Linked DNA regions of Aphis gossypii: region 1 is linked to region 2. The links are chromatin contacts, called in public Hi-C maps. All regions are on one chromosome and are shown on one strand. The core of a region is the stretch at or near the end of the contact, and the rest is flanking DNA. Distances in the headings are between cores, read along the strand shown. Region 1 holds the start of LOC114122205 (E3 ubiquitin-protein ligase ZNRF2). Region 2 holds the start of LOC114122224 (tetratricopeptide repeat protein 7B).

Region 1 (7,620 bases), core at 3,364-5,863, 170 kb before region 2:
ACTTAGATCTAAGAGTTGTTAGCTGTTTGTCTGCCATGATACCCTTTACATCTGCTGAAAACTGAATGTCTAGTGTAATCGTCTATATCATTCAAATGTTAAGATCTGTTACATAAAATTCTTAGTTAGATTGTGAGTATTGTTTGTATCTTATCAAAAATAAACAACTAATTTTAATACTATTTAATTTTTAAAGCATATTTCTGTATTATAGGACTACTATAAAAGGCGGGGCATCTGGTCAATAATAGAAATTATGTATGTATAATGTATAACTAATGTTTTGGTTGTATGAAATCTAATTAGATTTTATATTCACATAAAATAAAATCATTACCTTTAGGCAAATTTCTTATCAATCACATCCCAGAAAATATAATAATTTATTTATGTATACAATTAGTTTAAATAAATATTAATTTTCAATCATGAGTTTTTGGAACACTCTTCCACTCCAATAGTATCATGGTAACAAATATAAAATATAATATTTGAAATGGGGAATTCTGAAAATATAATTTTAAAAATGCATAACAAAAATTCTAAAATATATTTTTGTCGTTTTTAAAAATTATAATTTTAAAACGAAATTTTTTCAAACCGACATTGAAATATTGAATAAAATTATTGTGATGTTATAAATAGTATGATTATCTAGTTAGTTAATTAAATATGATATTAAGTTAAATCAAAATAATTGATTAAAGTTCAATGGTTTCATATTTTTAAAATTTATCATACTATAAAAATTATAAATTATAAGAGATTCACTTACTTTTTCTGACTAAAGTCAAAGTAATCTAGATTTGAACTTGCCTTATTAATTATTTGAATTGCGGCGGACATCCCCCCGACTTTTTCTTATGTACTAGGACATTTTCCCTCCCATTTTTTTTTTTAAGTTAACTTACTATTTAATAATATAATATTATTTATTGTTTAGTAGGATTTTTTTTTTCATAAATATAAACTAAGATATTATATTCATTGGAGCACTCCCAAAATCAAATTCACAAGATATTTTGTTAAATATCATAACTAATACGGTTTTAAAATAAACAAATATGAACAAAGGCTAAAAAATATGTGCTTAAAAGTAACGAAAGAATTAAAAATCAATTACTATTTTTTACAAATTTATCATTTTATGTTGGAATTTGAACCATTTTTATTACCTAGTTATTAATTATATTTTATGTGGGCAATCTTTTAGCTACATATTATAATTATTTATAATAATTTATTATATTTATATAAAAAAAAAAGTAAGTGAGCATTGGAGGAAGTTTGTCCACATATCGCCCTTTCGGCCTTCAGACAGGATAGTGTGATTTTGCAGTATTCAATTTGAATGCAATTATTGTATTCGATAAAAAACGATTCTGAACGGACGAAAGAATATTTTTTTTATTTCATTAAATATTTAAATATTATTCGTTTCTATGGTGATAACCAAAACGTTAGAAGTTGAAATTTCGGTTTTTTTTTAATTTTTCGGTGTTTTTCCTGTGGCGTTAAATAACTACCATTGAGAAAATTGAAAAATTACTTCTCAAAAGTACCAGCTCAAGAAGTCAAGAACATTACCTTTCAAAATAGATGCTACAATTGATACTTTTGAGCAAGTTTAGGAGGAGTAAAAGTGTTTACAAAAAAAAAAAATAATAATAAACATCATTGTAAAACTAATACATTCCTCGCTGCACTCAGAATCTAAAATCTTATTAAATAGTTAATTTTCAAAAAAAAAAAAAATGGGGTGAGAAATTGTCCGTTTACCCAAATATTTGATATTTACTATTCAAATTTAAAATATTCACCAAAGCTTTTACTTAGTCTTTGATTATTTAAACTTTCGCTGGTTTTCCAAAAAAACTAAAAATTACGTATAGTAGCACAAAGTCATCTAGCGTCAAAAAAGAGCGGTGATTCGACACGACTCAAAAAGTTCATAATCGAGCTAATTGATAACTACAGTCATCGCACAGTTGACACTCGACAGTTATTCATTTGCCTCAGTGGCCACTGGCCATTAACATGGTTCAACCACAATTGGCCAAGACCCAAGAGTCTGTCTTTCAAGGTAGTCAATTTCTCCTCCTATTTAAACCTAAGTTCACAATTATAATTTAAGCAATTATTATTAACATATTAAAATATCAAGACATTGAAAATGCAATACGTCTGCAACGCATAGGTATTATGTTGTCTCTGGACTCTGATTCTGTTAAAATTGTACATCAGATAACCTAACTTTGCATTAGCTTTATAAATTCCAGTATATTATTATGTAGACATATAGTGAATTGATCTAGCAACTTAAAGGTAAAAAATCATTATCTGTGTTGAATGTTTATACATTTTTAAGGAAGTTAACTAAACTTATAGTGTCACAAGTGTATGAATACATCGACCGATATTTTCAGCCGATGTATAAAAGTTTTACCATAGACATCCGATTTTAATTTACTGTAAATATTAATTACATCAAAAACAATTTCAATTCTAATAAATTTATCATATTTTTATTCCTCACTGTAGAATAATACCATTTTATCTAATAGTTTTACAAAAAATAAGTATAATACTTTCATTCCGTACGCTTAAAAACATAAACTTACGTAGTGCAAAATACTCCTAACAGTCATAATTATGACTGTTATGAGTATAAAGTATCTATCTATTTTTATACCTAGGTACAATAATATAATTAAAAAAGCGTGGTGAAGTGGGTACCGCTCTGCTGTACCCTGTACATTAGGTGCCATGTGGATCACTATTATATAATATAGAAGTGTTAAATTTGAATCCAGCTATGGATATCATTGTATACGAAAAACGATTCTGAACGGAGATGATTTGTTAGCCTAGAATAAATTTTTTACTGAGTGGTGAAAAAGGTAGTTTATGTTTTAATGACCTTACCCAAAATTAAACCGTGTACAGAAAATGCCAATTTAAACAACTGGTGTATATGTTTCAAGTTCCTATGATTATAGTAATTCTTAAATTAATAAAAATTTAAACGAAGGATAAAAAATGTTAATTGGCCAACGTTAAAGTTCTTTTATAATTATTGTAAGCCAACTTATGAAAAATCTTGTATAAAATTTTCAACTCTTAGCTACTTGAACAAATTTTTTTTTATAAATCATAACTACAAAATAATTTACAAATATTCATGATTTTGACGAATTGTTGTCAATATATTTGATCTTCAGATGCTAATAAAAAAAATTGTCCCTGTATTCTTATAATTTTTGAATTTTTAAAAGTTATGCTGCACACAGACACAAAAAAGCCATACACATCATCGTACCTAAAATTAATACATTTATTACTTCGTTCAAAATCTAAAATCTTCGTAAATAACTCGCAAATAATTTGAAAAAATATCATAAAAATTCTTGTAAATCATTGTAACTTTAAAGATTTTCTATACAATGTAAAGTGTGTAAAAAGGGTACTAATTGGGTATTGTTTAATAGATTTTTGTCTTGAGAGTTGAGAATGGCATAAATATTGAATAAATTATTTTATAATTTAGCTAAATTTTTTAGTACATCAAATCAAAGTATTAGCATTTGGAATCTAGATTTTTATTAGGTACAATTTATAAAAATCGTCTATTACACAATCTGATTTTTGAAGTAATATCGTATATTTTTGTAATCTATATATTCTATATTATATTAGGTGTCTAGGTATTATAGTTTTATAGACCAGTGTCATTGTGTCAAGTTAACTGTGAAGATGTTACGATCAGTGTTGAATTTAGGGGGGGGGGAGTTGGCGAATGCCTACTTCAGACTTCAGAGTAAGTAGAAATAGACTTAGTAAAGTTCACCATGAACCTTATGTTCTTATAGTTTTAAAAATATATTTTGGGTTTTTAGATATAGGTATATTTTTTTTATCTTAAACTGTTTATTCTGATTACATTAAAAACAATAAAATTGTACATGAATTATTAATGTGTATACATATAGGTACTAGGTAGCCAGGTAGGTAACTAAAATTACTACCTAATAAATAATAATAGTTACCTAGGTAAATGATTATATTTGTATTTTATTTAGTTGTTTTTATACTATAGTAATACGTAGATAATTAATTTAAATTGTCTATACATAAACTTTCGTAAATACATATTATGTATATGTATATAGACGTGTAGTATATACTTATAAGTTTTAACTTATGCCTTATATAATAATATATATTTGTACATAATAAGTAATTTAAAATTATCTGTTAAGACAAAATTTAAACCTTTAGTTGCGATAGGTATTTTGTAATTTGTTGTGTAGGATATCAGTGATATTATTTCATTACTTTGCAAGTAGTTGTTTAAGACAATAGCTCTTGAATATTGGATAAATAAATAAATAAATCTAAGTAGTAAGTACCTACCCATACTTATATCATATTCATATATTATGTATATACTGATATACTGTAAATTACTAATATACTATAATGGTATTCCTATAAGAAAACAAAAGACGTAGTAACTTCATTAATCATTATGATTGAATCATACATTCATATACTATATCATAATAATAATTAATCTAGTTTTAGTATAAATATAATTTTCTTCTTCTTCATCAAAAAAAGAAATTAATACCTTAATACCTGTAAAACGACAATTTTTTCAATTTTCGTAGTTGGAATTTTTCTGTCACCAATCACGAATACTGCATTTACGAGTTCTTTTAAAAGTAGATCATAAATCATAATAATACATGAAGGTATGTATTTAATTTGTTTTAAATAGTATTTATAACAATGTAGAAATATAGACTATGATAATAATACGCATAATATTATAATTATGTAGATATATCGAATTATTCGAATTGCAAAACGTAAACGCAATTCGTGAAATTAAGTATATATAGTACAATAAAATAGGTAGGTAGATATCGCAATAATAATCGGAATTACAATATACGTGGTGGGTTGTTTTATGTTTGTCATAATATCATCATAATGTGTGTCTATTATCTATTTATTAAATTTTGCATAGTGTGTCCGACTATACTGTCGTAATCGGGACTTTGGCCTTTATACTTTTATGTAATAAATACGACGGGGACGATCGTCACCAGTCGCCGAACACTTCGATATGTTAATATTAAATAATATTTTTATTATTATTACGTCGAAGAACAGCTGATCAGGAAATCCCTTCTCTTGTCGCTATGCTATAATGTTATACGTCTGGACTTGTTATTTGTTTTTTTTTTTGTTTTTTTTTTTTACTTCACCAGTTGACCATGTTATCATCATTATCAGAACTACCAATTTGTAACTGCGCGACGACATTAGACCAGACTAGTATCTGAGAGACGACGAACGAATAGCTAGGGCAGAAGAAATATTAAAATATAATATAAAAAATAATGATCGAAACGACAAATAAATAATTAATTGAATATTATCATAGTAATTACGTTAAGACAATCGTCGTCGTCGTATTTTTCGTGATATTGTTATTATTATTTATTATCATATCATTATTAATTTTCTTTGTTTTCGTTCTCGTACCATCGGAACTGTCAAGTTTTGTTCTCTGTGCGCAATTCTAAGTGAATTCTGGTCGTCCGCTTTACATCTTGGAGTGCGTCAACAGCAGTACACACGTCCGCAGTTGGTTTTTGGTGCTGCGATCGATGTCGGATGTTCCGGACGTCGTCGTCCGCTTGACGGAACGTCTTCTTTCGGTGGTTGTTCGCTCATAGTAGTACGACGCGTGCGACATACCAAACACAGAGCTCCCCTCGTCCGTGTTCGTCCGCGTCGTCCTGAAGCGGTGTTCGCGTGAACGTTCGTTGCATGCGAAATGGGAGCGAAGGCCAGCACGGCCAATGGCGATGACGGTGGCGCCAGTCATGGCGATCATCGGTCGTTCTCTTCTGGCAATGGGCCGGATTCCGTGCAGACGGCCAGCAATCCTGGGTTCAGCATTCTGCGTTCCTTGCCCAGCGCTGTAGCCAACGACAGACAACGTGCCAGGTCTCTATCCGGCGTGCCCAACGGTCACGACAACAACAGCAACTCGACGAGTCCACGGTTCGATATTACAGATGTCTTGGAGGCTGATAGTAGCTCAAACGACGACCAGAACTTGGACAGTCCGACAGTCACGGCTAATATTAGTCTTGGACGCGTTTATTCGGCTCATTCGTTACCTGCACATATTTGGCCATTCAACGGTATGTATTTTTTCTTACTTTTTTCATTTTACAACGATCGATATAAATCTAAGGTATAATAGTGATATGTATATTTGTGGTGGATACTTACACAGGAAAACTTAAATATTCTCTGATTATTTTAAGTACCTAACCTATGTTCATGTACTTACTACTTATAGGTAGTTACACAAATCATTTTTTTTTTTTTTATGAAGGAAATTACCCAAAAATATACCAGCTTGCAGCATCCACTTACCATTATTAATCATCTACAATTCCAAATATATTTATAGCTTTATGAATTAATTATACAATATTACATTTACAATATAATTATATAAGTATATAATCTATACCAGCTATTAGTAATCCACTATATACACACATACCTACCACCCAATTATTTTTTATTTTGAGGGGGGAGGAAGGACAAGTGCTGTTTCTGTCCCTGTGAATTTCTACTATGTACTGCTTATAATTACATTTTTGTGAATTAAAATTAATCTTATTATTTTGTTTCATAACACATGCATAAAAATAAGTATTTTTAATATTTTCTTTTGCATATCATATCTATTGGTTGCTTGAGATTGTAACACAATATTGTGTGATTATATAGGTATTTTAAATAACTTTTAATTTTATTATTCTTACACTCAAACGAAATAAGCATAGTCTATCATAAACATTTATTTGAATAAAATAAAATGGAGGAGAAACCACTAGACAGCGTGTATTTAACTTATATTTTATACAGTTAACTATATTACTCACTATATTATAAGACTTACAAACGATGAGTATACAACTACTTTAATTTAATTTTTAATCTTTTTAAATGTCCTACTGACAAAGTCCAGAGCCTAATGACTTTTTGATTATTAACATTTTTAAGTTGTATGTAAATTTTCTAATCTATATTTTGTTCTCTATAACAGTGCTTCTCAACCTTTTTTGTAATAGGGCCCCTCAAATTTAATGTAATACTGTCTAGGCTCTCCCTCAATCAAAATCATTAATTATTTTTTCTTAATGAAGTACTAAATTTGCATGCATTATTTCACACAAATAAATTATTGAAATGTAAAGAAAATAACTAAAAAATCGAAGATATTTTAAATGAAATAAATATTTCAAGGCCTTCTAGTTATTCATCCACGGCTCCTAGGTTGAGAAGCACTGCTCTATAATACCTAATTGATAATTTTTACAAACATTTTATAGTAAGTATATTAATACATTTTGTCTTAAAAATGAAAACTATACAAGTAAAAAATAAAAAACAATAAATAGTCTTTACATAAATATTGGATTCACATATTTCTCAAGTTTATTTATTTATTTATATTTTATTTAATAATATATGTTATACATTTAAATAGTAATTTAATTCAACCATTAAATGCTATTGAGATAA
Region 2 (6,908 bases), core at 3,437-5,936:
GCAGTAAAATTACACACACATCAGTATTTAAAAAAATATAGTCTGAAACTGAATCATAACAATATAAATGCAAACAAATATTATTTTAACATATTAAAACAAAAAAAATCTATGCCTAATAAGTAATCTACATAAGAAAGAGTAAATCTATCAACTTCAGTTTAAAGTGATATATGAAGCACATTTACCATAAACATGATGTGGTGTGATAATGGAAAAATACTGGCTGCTTCCAATAAACAATTATTTGCTGAATCAAATTGTTCTTGGGATAAGTATATCTCGGCTAAAAGTAACCAAACATTTTGCTGTGTATGCCACACCGTATTGGTTACAGGTCGTTGGGGTACCAGTGAACTAATAGAAGACGCTACTTCTGATAAGGCTTGTTCAATACGTGCTGGCCCCAAAGAATCTACTCAATAAGCATTATGTTATATTTTATAATTAATACAAATATTAAACAACTGTACGAATATGTGTATTACTTGAATCTTTGTCTGAGAGTTCAGTGGTGTAAAGCTGAAAAATACTGCGAGTATCAGTATGTTCGATAGAAGGAGAACCTTCGTTGCTAGCAGAAGAAGCTTTGCACATAGAAAGCATGTGTTTAGCTGTCACAAGTGCAACCTTTTAAAACATATGCAAAAAATAAAAGTTAAACAAATATTATGCTATAATATTAGTCAAGTATTTTAATTACATCAGAAGCTTCTGTCTGCAATTCAATCCTGGCTCTGATGAATAATAAACCAATATGATCAGGAAAATCTTCTAAAGATGATTCTAAAAGAGATTTGGCTTCATTGATTTTTTTCTGAGCACTTAACAATAAAATAGCTAATTGTAATGATGGTGTGTGTTCAGGATTCAATGCTAATGCTTGACGTACTTTGGTAGTAGCTTCAGGCACTTTAGCCAAACAAGCATAATAAAATGCCAAATAATAATAAACTAAATGATCATTGGGGTCCAATTGCTGTGCTCTAAATTAATAATTTATAAATAAATACATATTATATATAAACAATAATTAAATTTGAAAAATAATATATATTAATTTAAATTAAAAAAAATAGTACTTTGTAAGAGATTCAAGGCATAGAGCATGATATTTATCTTTGACTGATTTCAAAAATGAAGTCAATGCCATACATTGTGCTCCAATCCCTATGTACAGATTGCATCTTGATAGTAAATTTTCCGAATGCATTTTTTCTCTTTTAAGAGCTTCCTGACTCCAACTTAAACCTTCTTCCATCTAAATTCAAGATTATTATTTATATTTTTTCAAATTAGTCTAATTTATAATGTTAACCTTAAATAAGTGTTGATAACAAATACGAGCAGCTAATAAACATGGAACAATTGCTTTAGGTTGCATATATATGACTTGAGTTAATACTTCCAAAGCTTTAATATGACGACCAGCAGCTTCAAGACATAAAGCTTGTTGCATCCAAACATGAGCATCATCAGCAGAAAATTTCATTGCACGTTCAAAAGACTAATCAAATTTTATATGTTTATGGATAATAATTAAAATTAGGTATAGTAGAATACATACAAATAAAAACTAACCTCATACAACATATTATATTGACCCCAAAGAACTAGCGCAAAGGTAAGCAGATCGTAAATGGCTGTGGCCAAACTAAAAGCTCTAATTCTTGCTTCTTTAAACTCTGGAGATTGACTAAGTACGGCATTTCTTGCTGCCATTGCTTCACTATTGTTAAATAGTATAGTTTGTAAATTTAAAATTATTTTTTAAATAATTAGTAATACCTAATTATAATTACCTTATAATAAGCAATAATATTACTTCTTCATGTTCGCTTCTAGGCATAAACATGTTAATAGAATTATATTTTTTTGGTTTCCTTAAATTTGATGACTGTTTTTTAGAGGGAGCTAAAATAATAGTTAAAATCAAATTACATTTTTTATTTAAATTTTTCATAAGAAGAACTTACTACTTTGAGTTGGAAGTGAATAGTATTTTGGAGAGACTTTGCGTAAAAGAAATTCAGCAAATTGATATGTTAAAATAAGTCTAATGGAATGACTACCATGAGCTTCACAAGATGATAATATACTCCTAAGCAAAATCCATAAGTTGTAAGTGTCTACTTTATGTAAGTAAATTTACTCATTGCTTTACCTGAATGTTGTAATAGCACCAGCATAGTTTGAACTCTCAATAAGCAACTGAGGTAATTTCAAAATAGCTGTCTCTACTAAGATACTCAGAGAATGTGTCATGTTTACAGGCTGTGGAGAATGAGAACCTTTAAAAGAAATGTATATCAAACATTTAGTATATTAAAGTAAGAATAAAAAAAAAATACCTGTACCAGATGTAGAATTGTTATTTGTAATTAACGGTGCATTACCACCAAGTGGTGATGGCAACATGAGTTGATTTTCTTTGTTGTCCAGTTCTTGTAAATACAATATGCCTAAATTGGCCGCCTGCTCATAGTTTTTAATAACACCTTCAATCCATTCTGTTTTTTTAAAACGAGAACTGGAAACTGGTCTTAACTTTTCTTGACACAAGCCTATGATCATAATTATAAAACTAATACAATGACAATTATGTTTAAACTAGTTACTTTCAGTAAAATGTTGAATAAGCTTAACTTACCTTTTACTGCAAATGACTCTGACAATATCCTAATGTTTCGAATTTGTAATTCTGTTTGTAATATTGAGTTCAACTTGGCTTCTGTACAATGTTCCATTGCTTTGTCATAATCACCACAAGCATAACATAGTTTAGCAAGCAACATATGACTATCAATACTCAAGCCAGACTGGAAATAATTTGAATTAAGTTAGTAAAGTACACATTATACCAATATTAATACTAATTTATTACTTGCGTAGAGAGTTCACTAATTGATTCGGTTAAGTATGATTTGGCTTCAATAAGACCACTACAAGCTTTTGCAATATTGCTCTCAATAGGAGGGTATTCCTCTAAAAACATTTCTAATCTTGCTTCTCCAACCATTAAGTTGTAGAGCATTGCTAAAAACAGAAGAAATTATAAATTATACAAGCATAATAATTATTTACTTATTTATTATAATTTACAGGAAAATCCCTTATAACAAATTATAGAAACATACAAGATGTCTATCTTAATATAAATTGACTTAGTACAGTACAATTGTGAATTATTTAATATTAACTAAATAGATAATAGATATAATAAAAGTTGCATTGATACTCTTAATTAAATTAAATGTCTATACAGTCAAATTATAGTAGTTAAGTATTTATAAGTATTGTGGTAAAACAAATTATAACCTATTGTAATGTTAATATTAATTTGTTCAACAATAATTTCACTAACTATATATAATTTATAAATAAATGTACTTTTTTTATAATCAAAAATTCACAAAAAATAAATCTACATAGTGCACTATCCTGTTTGTTAGTGTTCTGAAATTATTTTTCGAATGGCACCGAATACATACTTAAGATAGTGCATTCGCACCACTTAAAATTAGAGGTGGTAAAATATTGGGTCTATATAATTTTGAATAACTTACTTAGAAGTAGGTAATTATTTAGCATGAAGATAATAATACATTGATCATTAATGGTCAAATGGAAATAATATTTTTGAGGGTGTCTAGGTAGGGTCGAGTGGTTAAAATATATATTTACACTATCTACTAAAAAGTAGTTCGGCACCACTTGAATATTACCTTAATGGCTCCTATTATAATGATAAAAATCTAAACTTTTTCTCTCTTTATCATTAATTTTTAATACATAACTCAGTTTTACAACTTCTACAATCCTATTCATTTTCCTATGTCTAATTATCTTGTCAACATTTTATTACTAAATCATTAGGCATATTATCATGCATTTGTACTACAATAAATTTATTTTCAGATAATTATTAGCCAACCGTTGTCAATTTAGATGGTTTTGAGATACCTATAATTATATATAGTATTTATGTATATATTATATCTGAATATACTTGCCTTTTCCAGAAGACAATTGTTCGACAAGCTCCAATATCTTTGACCAATTTCCTTCTTCTCGACATCCGGCTAATTCTGACTCGACCCTAGTGCTTTTCACATTTTTACTAGACATTGCGCCGATATGTGTCTTTTAAACAGATCACCGTATTTGAAAATTAAAAAAATAGTGAAAACCTTGTGAAATTTCAGGTTTCACTACCTGAATGCGTTTGTAAATTATTTTAAATTTTAAATGCAATAACAATAAGAAATCCTAAAATCGGTATAATACGCCATACTGGTAATGAATTGAATAGTAATCATAAATAATACATGGATTCACAATCCAATAAACTTCACTACATGTCAGGCTATAGTGATAATAATAATATTATTAATATTATTAATTACAAACAAGTAAGTAATCGGTTCAAGGTCATAAATCACGATATGACGATATTCCAAAGTAAAATGTCCACCTACTTCATACTGACAAGCAAAAAAAGTGAACAGCCCTATATTATACTACCTATAATATGGAATACTTGTAAAGTTGTACCTCGTCGAAAGTCGATTACGAATTACGAAACGAATGATTTTTGTCACACGCATAATATACGCAAACCAGCGAGCACACGCTCTAGTGCACTATACTGTGACTGCGGTGCCGTTAATGATAAGAAACGATTGAGATTTTTACAATCCATTGAGAAGAGAGAGACAGATTGATAGTGCGGAAAAAATTATAAAAAATAATAACAAAAACATCACGTGACAACAACTATACCACTACGGAAGTAAGTTGAGACCATAATATTATATTATATTATTATCTATGATGATTGATGAGACCATCGGGCATCGACCGACCAACAACGACCAAAAATTATTTTCATCATAGAGCTATCTGCTGGATGACAATGATGTTGAACCCTTTACAGTAGTGATGTATCGTGCAATGTTCATATTATTTTGCAATATACCTACCTAGTAGCATGATTTAAGATATATAAACCGTTTTTATTATATTTAAGTTTTACTATAATAAGAATAACTGTAGTCCGTTTCTAATGTATAGGTATGCAATTTTTTATTGAAAAGGTCTTATAGCCATAGACCTATTAACTAGTTAGTAGTCTATGCTTATAGCATCTTGCCAGTTGCCATTCATTATGCCATTATGGAGATAATCAATAGGTATTATACTATTATAGTCTATAGAAGTATAGAATAGTATAATAAGCCAGGGCTGGGATTTTGATGCAAAGGTATCTTTATTCTGGTGATTTGAAACGTTACTCTGTAAGTATAAAATGTGTTTTGGGTGATACTGATTATTTTAAAGTAGGTAATCTTTTTTTTGCATTTTTCGACAAAATTAACCTTACATGCATTATTAGGGCAATATTTGACGATTTTAGAGCATTTTCTTAGTTTTTAAACCATTTTAGATTCTGAACGGAGTGATGAATGTATTGATTTTACAATGATGTATGTTTTTTTTTTTTGTGTCTGTGTACAGCATAACTAGTCGAAATAATGCTTCAATTTCAAACTTCGGAGGTGGTTTCCGATGAAAAAGTGAATATCCTTGGTGCATCATAGAGGTAAAAAGTAAACATTTTCCAACAGTTTTCAAAAAAATCGAGAAAATTAAAAAAAAAAAGGACGGAAAAACGGGAATTTTTACGCAAAACCAGTTTTCGACCGAATTGATTTTTTTATATGGTATTGTAATTCAAAAACTAATCACTGTAAATACTTGAAATTTTCACCAAATGTTTATGTTAGTGTTATCTATATACAGTTAAATTTTTGTTTGACTTTTTTTGAGTTATTTATAGACCACTGAAATTTTCGATTTTTATGCGAATTTTTTTTTGAAGTGTCGGTAAAAAAAATTTGGATGACCAAAAAAAACTTGAAAATTTAATACAAGGTTCCTTATGAGTTCTTCTTATTGTAGCTAAAAAAAATTAAAAATCGTTAGTCACAATTTTTTTTTATAAGCGTTTATAGTTCAAATTTTTACGAAATCTGTCGAAAACGCGAAAATTTGAAAGTAATTTTGAAGTTGAAAAATCATAAAATTTTTTGTGTTAATAACTAAGAATTGAAAACACAACACTAAGTTTTTCATAGGTTTTTCTTCAATTAGCTATAGAGAAAACTCGAAGCATCATTATAGAAAAAATTTTAAGTGCGTTTGAATTTAAAATTTTTACGAAATCGCGTAACGATAACGATTTATCCTTAATAACGATTTTAAATATTTGTTATTATTCAAAAAGTATAAGTCGTAGATACTTGAAAATTTTACCAGTTATTTAGATTGGCATTTTCCTTACATGATTTAATTTTCAAAATATTTTGAGTTTTTTTGAGCTATTTATAGACAACTGAAATTTTAAATTTTTAAGGTTGCCCTGTGCCAAACTGCCAATTACCTCTAATATACCGCCCTTATATAATTTACCTACATATTTTTATTTATAAACAATGCCGCCCCTAAAATTCCAAAAATATTTGCCGCCCTGTGCGATCGCACATGCCTTCCGCCGGCACTGGTACTGGGCATCCAACAAAGAGCAAACATACCTACAGGCTACATTAACCTAATATTTGAAATTGAAAATTTTAAGTTATTGATCGGATCGGACAAAGTCGGCACATCGAGTTCAATATCCTATACACAACCGTGTACTATATCTGTGCTCAACTGCCAGTCTAATATTCAATAACCGAATCCATAGTTAGGTTAGATTAATCTAACCCAACCCAACTGTATCAGCATTCTGCAGCGCTTCGTAATTTGGTCTAAAGTTGTCGTAGACAAGAGAGTTTTACTGGGTAACTCGCAGAGCCGACCCGGCTGTTTTTTTTTTATCGTTTTACCGAGTTGTAGATAAAACA

Evidence for each region. Hi-C and Micro-C count contacts between places; a contact is called where the count stands out from the background.
Region 1: a Hi-C map of whole body shows a contact between it and region 2, with 4 times the contacts expected there. The contact joins the promoter of LOC114122205 here to the promoter of LOC114122224 in region 2. A contact is called at or near these places in 2 of 2 Hi-C or Micro-C datasets (both in whole body).

What each region holds. Positions count from the first base shown.
Region 1 is chr1:58,748,850-58,756,469 of ASM2018417v2, reverse strand. LOC114122205 (E3 ubiquitin-protein ligase ZNRF2) reads left to right here and starts at 4,613. Exons shown (of 5, transcript XM_027984793.2): 1 at 4,613-4,754; 2 at 5,570-6,221. The coding sequence starts at 5,849. All of the region lies in intron 7 of LOC114122222 (WW domain-binding protein 2), which reads right to left.
Region 2 is chr1:58,583,071-58,589,978 of ASM2018417v2, reverse strand. It overlaps LOC114122224 (tetratricopeptide repeat protein 7B), which reads right to left and starts at 4,686. Exons shown (of 17, transcript XM_027984816.2): 1 at 4,555-4,686; 2 at 4,014-4,143; 3 at 2,885-3,036; 4 at 2,651-2,819; 5 at 2,352-2,564; 6 at 2,165-2,291; 7 at 1,977-2,101; 8 at 1,803-1,914; 9 at 1,582-1,729; 10 at 1,319-1,507; 11 at 1,083-1,261; 12 at 704-986; 13 at 489-630; 14 at 189-415. The coding sequence starts at 4,128.